Regions from separate parts of the Mus musculus genome. Here region 2 is linked to region 1. The links are chromatin contacts, called in public HiChIP or PLAC-seq maps. All regions are on one chromosome and are shown on one strand. Each heading gives the region's core, a stretch centred on a gene start, on an enhancer-like site or on the middle of the called end of the contact. The rest is flanking DNA. Distances are from core to core; before and after follow the strand shown.

What was found. HiChIP or PLAC-seq counts read pairs in DNA pulled down with a chosen protein or histone mark.
Region 2: a contact with region 1 is called in an H3K27ac HiChIP or PLAC-seq map of embryonic stem cells, with 5 times the contacts expected there. The contact joins two enhancer-like sites. A contact is called at or near these places in 1 of 115 datasets of contacts at active chromatin or transcription factors (embryonic stem cells) and 1 of 9 other capture datasets (embryonic stem cells).

Annotation. Positions count from the first base shown.
Region 1 is chr1:118,646,628-118,649,938 of GRCm38.p6, reverse strand. All of the region lies in intron 2 of Tfcp2l1 (transcription factor CP2-like 1), which reads right to left. Among named protein-coding and RNA genes, the nearest start is that of Tfcp2l1, 20 kb to the right of the region's middle. Within about 2 kb of position 1,743, at least 44 of the 459 cell types and tissues checked have an H3K27ac peak or open chromatin away from gene starts, as enhancers often do. A contact at or near this core is called in embryonic stem cells, where this site is marked.
Region 2 is chr1:119,298,421-119,301,731 of GRCm38.p6, reverse strand. No RefSeq gene overlaps it. Among named protein-coding and RNA genes, the nearest start is that of Gm33388, 5.4 kb to the left of the region's middle. Within about 2 kb of position 1,456, at least 38 of the 459 cell types and tissues checked have an H3K27ac peak or open chromatin away from gene starts, as enhancers often do. A contact at or near this core is called in embryonic stem cells, where this site is marked.

The DNA.
Region 1 (3,311 bases), core at 494-2,993:
GCATCTCACACTTAACGCCTGGGTTGTGGGCCAGGATCACATGGTGAGCTTCTTCATCTGAATGGGAATCTAATCTATGGAACCTTCCTCTCAAACATACATGCCTAGGACGATCTCCAGCCACCCGGCCTCTCCCATGTCATCCTGTTCCTCTAGATCAGCTGCCCTGCCCATGTGTGCCTCAAGGCTTACACATACTAGGTCCAGACTGACCTCCCTAACCCTCACAGAATCTGCAAATTTCTGAGATTAAATGAGTTTGTTATCATGCCTGGTTTTCCACCATACTTTTTGAGATAAGAGTTCACCAGTCCAGCTAGACTGATAAGCCAGCAAACCCCAGGGACCTAGCAGTCTTTACCTTCTCTGTACTGGGAATACCAGAGCCAGTTCTTTTTTCTTTTAGATTTAATTTAAAATTTTCAAATCTATGGGTGCATGTGTGCATGCCTGCAGAGGCCAATAGAGGGTGTTAGGGCCACTGGAACTGGAGCTATAGGCTGTTGTGTGGCTCTTTTATGGGTGCTGGGTCCTCTGAAAGAGTATCAGTCAGCAAAAGAGGGACAGGATGAAGCAGAATTAATAATTCCTTAGTAGACTAGGAGATGGGAAGGCTAGGTCCACCCTGACAATGGACAGGGCATCTGAAACAGGCTGGCACATGCAGGTGGCATGGGAGAGAACTCTGAAGAATAGATAGAGTGTCTGTGGTCAAGGGAAGGAAGGAGTGACCATGACAGAAACTCCAAGCAAAGTGCAGCAAGGCCCGGGGATTTCCTCTGGAGAGCATTAACGAGCAGCTTCACTCATGGGAACACAGTGGTGCTGGAGACTACTGGGATATTGATTTGACAAGCAAGGTCTCTCAACTAGCCAACAGCAGAACTAGAAACCAGGAGCCCCACTGGATTAAGGTGGAGACTCACAGAGGTTCGTTCCCCAGACAAACTCAAACACACAAAGGGTGAAAGGGCCAGGCTGTTATGTGTGATTCTTTTTCACCTTTTCTATCTGGAAGGCTTGTACTTAAGGCTATCACAAGAATCTTACAACATGTCTGTATTAAGATCTTTTCAACTAAGCAATTATTTGATAATGGAGAGGAGAAAATCATTACTGGAAATGAGAATTTTTATTTCAGAGCTATGAAACAAAAGTGGGGTTGCTTTGTTTCTGACACAGGGTCCTCACCTGATAATGACCTGGAGAATGAATGATCCTCCTGCTCCAGCTCCAGGGCATTTGATTACAGGTCACAGACACCACCGCCCTCAGTTTAAGGGGTTATGGGATACTGAGGGCAAACCCCAGGCTTTGTTCAGGGTAGGTGAACACTCTACCAACCAACTTGGTAGCCACTCGAGGTCTCAGCCAATCAAGTCACTTTTTAAACCTGAACCAATACTTTAAAGCATGCATTACATCTTCACACCGTAAATCATAATCATATACCATAAAAAGACAGTGGGGAACCATTGTCTTTGTGGGGTCTCCCACCCAGGTTTGTCTCTTGCAACTCTGACACTCTAAGACTTGGAGGGGTGACTGCCTAGCAAGGAATCTGGTGCAGTCTGGGAGGTCCGAGGATCCCAGCCTGGCAGAAGGAAGTAGATAAGCAAAGGGCAGTCAGGTGACACCAGAAAACAGCCTCAAGGAAATTCCCTGGGAAGACTTGCCCGCCCAGCCCTCTACTTCAGATTGTTAAAGGCCTGCCAAAGGAAAGCCAGGAAAGAGCCCCAGGTCACTTTGTGATGTAAACTAGCCCTTGGCTGGTGACTCCCAGCCCAGCCCAGGGAGCCAAGGTGACCTGGGAGTGGCTAGAACAGAGTCAGGACTCACACCACTCTCTCAAACAAGGGTGGCTGAGCCCTGCTGACCCCTTCCTTCTTCAATCCCAGGGCTCTAAGTACTGTCCCGCCAAGGAGGCGTGGGGACTCTCTGGAAGAATTTAAGTTCAGCCTGACTCCATACCTCCATCCATGGGATGACTGGAAACATGCCTGCCCAAAGGGGCCTAAACCACCAGAAGGAGAAAACAAATGTCTAGGTTCTATTGGCTTTGCCTGCTATCTTACAGTGGCAGAAGGGGTAGTGAAACACACACACACACCTCATTTTTCTTCTTTTCCTTAAAGTAACCCACACTATTGGTTGTGGCAGTATCAAAGTTCCTGTGAAGGCTCAGGTAGAAACTACAATCAGTAACAAGTCCCAGTGGCAAGGACCCTGCCATTAGAATATGGAAGCATCTCAGTACCACGCAAGCAGGAAAGAGCACAGCTGAGTTTCAACAAAACATTTTACTGGTTCCTGGTGGCAGTCAGAGGGTAACCTGTGGGACAGGGTTCTCTCCCTATACCATGTATGTTCTGGGATTGAACTCAGGCATGATGAAAAGCATGTAAGGGGAGGTTCTGTTGCTAGGGTCTAGCTCTCCAATTGATTCTTGACTTGTCAATAAAGAAGAGGGTGGGCAATTGCTGGACAGAAGGTACAGTTGGAACTTCCAGGTCCCCAGAGAAAAAGGAAAGGCAGGGAAAGGGGTGGTGGGCTTTTCTGACATGCTTTGACTGAGAAGAAAGCAGTAGTCATGTAAGGTCTCAGGGCAGCTTGGGCGTGTGGCCTCCGCTATGGGCAGGAGCCAAGGAATTTTCAGGCAGGAGGTATCTGTGCCCAGCACTTGTGCCTTTAGAGGCATATTCTAAAGGTAACAGAGCTGTGTGTGTGTGTGTGTGTGTGTGTGTGTGTGTGTGTGTGTGTGTGTGTGTGTGTGTGTGTTTTATCCACGGATGCAAGGGTCTCAGGAGTGGGCCGGTAACACAACTCCTCCAGTGGGAAAGAGAAACCAGGTCAGTGTTAGCAGCTGGATCCCAGAGCTAAGCCAGGAGAAACAAGAAGGAGCCAAGAGGGGCTGGTAGCAGGGTCGCAGCTCTGGGGCAAAGGCTGTAGTGTGTTTTTAAAACTGCACAACACAAGCGCCTATATCTTTTGAACTACCCTGCTGGCCCAAAATATGAATTTTCATATAATCTTTGATATTTTGCCAGTATCCCTGAAGGTCCTTCCTACATCAATGGTAAAGCCACAGGTCCCAGGAAAAACACCTACCTGTTCCCCCGAAGAGCTTTCCCAAGTTTCTTGCTCATAGTCGATTCCACCATAGCCCCCTAAGGAGCCGGCAAACTGAGAAGAGCATGAATCTTCCTTATTCCCCCGGAAATGATTTAAAAATGGTGAGTAAAAATAAGAGTCTGACTCACATCAGCTTAGCAATAAGTGAACAAACTCAGCAGACTGCTAATACCCCACAC
Region 2 (3,311 bases), core at 207-2,706, 650 kb before region 1:
GCAAGCACGTGGGTGCACATGTGTGCAGGTCAGAGGTCGAGGCTGGATGTCTTTGTGGATCTCTCCCTGCTCTTGTTTAAAATTTTGTTTGAAATTACATGTTTGTGTATTTATTTTGCATGTGAGTGTATGCGTGTGTGTGGGTACATGCATGGTGTATGTGTGAAGTTCAGAGGTCAACTCTTGGGCGTTGGCTCTTTCCTCCTACCATGTGGGTCGTGGGGGTTGACCTCAAGTCTGATCAGCCTTCACCTGCTGAGCCATCTCCTCGGCCCCTCCTCCTTATTTTCAGATCCAGGACCTCTCATCCACCCGGGTGGAGCGCACTGATTTGGTTGGCCTGGCTGGCCAGTGAGCTTCACCCACTTCCTGAGTGCCGAGTGCGTGCTCCACCTGCTCGCTGGTTTAAGCTGCTTTACGGGGATTCTGGGGATCGAGCTCAAGTCCCCATGCTTGCATGACAAGAACTTTAATGACTGACCCACCTCTCTAGCACCCCATATACCCCAGCATTCTGAGCCTTGGGCTTGGCCACGGTCACTGGGTGTCAGGACCACCTTTCCCAGCTATCTCACAGATTGGCAAGACCCAGGCCTTTTGTATGGCCCCGGGTACCAAGGGGATTTGGAGAATGACTTCGTGCTGATTGTTCTTGGCCAGTTCAGTTCAATGGGGATTTAAAGACCACGTTGAGTGTCATGTTCAACTCCACATTCATGAGAAAAGAAATGTTTGCAGAGTTAAACATTTTTCAGGTGTAAAATCTTGTTTTGATTTTTTTTAGAAAAGATTTATTTATTTTATATAAGTACACTGTAGCTGTCTTCAGACACATCAGAAGAGGGAGTCAGATCTCATTATGGATGGTTGTGAGCCACCATGTGGTTGCTAGGATTTGAACTCTGGACCTCTGGAAGAGCAGTCAGTGCTCTTAACCACTGAGCATCTCTCCAGCCCCCTTGTTTTGATTTTTTAAACTAGTGATTAATTTTTTTTTCCTTAGGGAGATACCAGAGTCCTATGTTATATGTTCCGGGGCTCTAGGCACATGCCTTTATCATTGTGGTAAGCTTGCCCAGGGCTACCTATATTTAGTGCTTTGCTGTTCTTCGAGGTTCTCAGGACATGCAGGCTCCTTGAGATTGTTGTGGCTTTTACCCAGAGAGCCTTGCACAATCCCTGGCACACTCTTGGGAAATGAATGAGGAAACAGATAGAGGAATACTGACTGACCTCCTGGCTGAGTGAATGGCTGAACCACAGAGCAGGTGTCTGGAACGAGGGGCCTGGTGAGGTCCATCATTTCTGGTTTCTATCCAGCCCCTCCTGACAGCCTGTATGTATAGTGAACGAAGCTAAACATAGTAAGCTCACATGCAGGCATGTGAACAGCTCTTCTCCTCCTGCCCAGGGCTGACTGGCAGCTTGTGGGAAGTTTGCACAATCGTGTATGCTTCTTTGATTCTCATTTTTGGGCCATGGAGTCATCGGTGCCTTGGGCCTCTCCCTGTTCATGCTGGATCATCTCTTGGCCACACCAAAGGGACTATGTCTTGTTTGCAGCAGGAACTTCAGATCTAGTCCCAGTCCCCTTCAGGGAATCCACCCTGATTACAGGGCTGCCCGCGGAAGGGTGGGAGCCAAAAGCAGCTTTGCAATCTTTGTTTTGCTGATGAGGTCTAGTATCTAAAGAGACAGGATGGTCAACTGGAAGTGCGGCAAAGCTTGGCCCAGGATGGGCGGGCCCAACATGGCCGGTGCTTTCAGTGACTACCACGGGCTTGTAAATTCAAGCCTAGTCAGCTGGCTGGCCTGAGAACTTGGGTCAGGGGCTCCTCTGTTCCCTCATCTGTGTGGCACTGCAAGGTTGGCATGGAGACCTCCTGTGGTGCTTAGGAGAAGGGGCGGGATCTGGGGAGATGGCAGCTCAGTCTGGAAAGTGTTGGCTGTGCAAGCAGGAAGACCCCAGTTCACTCCCCCAAACCCACATAAGCAAAGTAAACAAACAAAAAACTTCTGTGTGGTGGTTCATGTTTGTAATCCCAGTGCTGGGAGGGCAGACATAGACGGGTCCCTGCAGTTTGTTGAACAGGAAGCCACAGGAGAGTGAAATATTCCATTCTGTTTCTTCTGCCCCATCTTTCCACACGTCTCCCACACGATCCCTCCATGCATAGGCATGAAGGGCCCATGCTGTGCTAGAACTGCCACATCAGAGAGTTCCTGTCCCCACTAGCTGTTCCCGAGGTGGTTGTCCTGTCCACCCACCTTCTCCTGGGCTCCCTGTTCTCACGCACCTCTTGCTTTTGCCAAGTTTGTTCAATCATGATCCGCAACTCCTTGACTCCCTGCAGACTTCCTAGACGCCGGTGGGGCTGGGGGTGGGTGGGTGGGTAGATGCTTTCTCCAGTGCTGACCCTAAAGACCCCAACAGAGGCCATGTGAGCAGTGACATTAGCACTGAGGAGGGGAACGGTGAGCAGCGCTTTAAAGGTCCTCAGAATCCTGCGGGGTGGGCTAGGGATATGGCTCAGTAAGGAGAGGGCTTGTCTGATCCCTATCAACTACTTGGTTTGGGCCTCAGTACCACAGGAACCAGGCATGGTAGTGTAGACCTTTAATTCTGGATATTAAGAGGTAGAAGCAGAAGGGTCAAGAGTTCAAGGTTATCCCCCGCTGCATAGCAAGTTTGAGGCCGGCCTAAGCTACATGAGATCTTGTCTTGGGTTTGCCTATGTGAGGATTTAAGGAACTTGCAATGGGAGGATTAGCACGGGCTATCCGGTAGATACAAGGGGATTAATGAGAGGAGGGCAGCAGGTCACGTGGGGAAGTGGGTATTTTTTTGTGGTTTTTGAGGATGGGAGAGAGGAAGAGGTCAGTAGCTGAGGCTTGTGGGTGTGTCTGGACCTATCAGGATCATCTTAGCACTGGTTGGCTTTTCAGAACTATAAGAGAACAAAAGCCTGTTTCTCTCTCTCTCTCTCTCTCTCTCTCTCTCTCTCTCTCTCTCTGTGTGTGTGTGTGTACAGATGCACATATGTTATTCATGCATATTTGTGTGTGTATGCACATGTGCTAATCCTTGGTGTTGGTCTCAGGAACCATCTTTAGTTTTCCTTCCCCCCCCCCCCCCTGAAACGGAGTCTCTTACCTGGAACTCAGCAAGTCGGCTCTGTGAGCTGTCCAGAATCTCAGGTCAGCTATCTGCACCTCCCCAGCACTGGGACAAGAGCACATGTCATGGCACCCATTTTTTAACACGAGGTCTGGGTTTCATGAATGTACATGAAGCACTTTCTTCCCAGTCC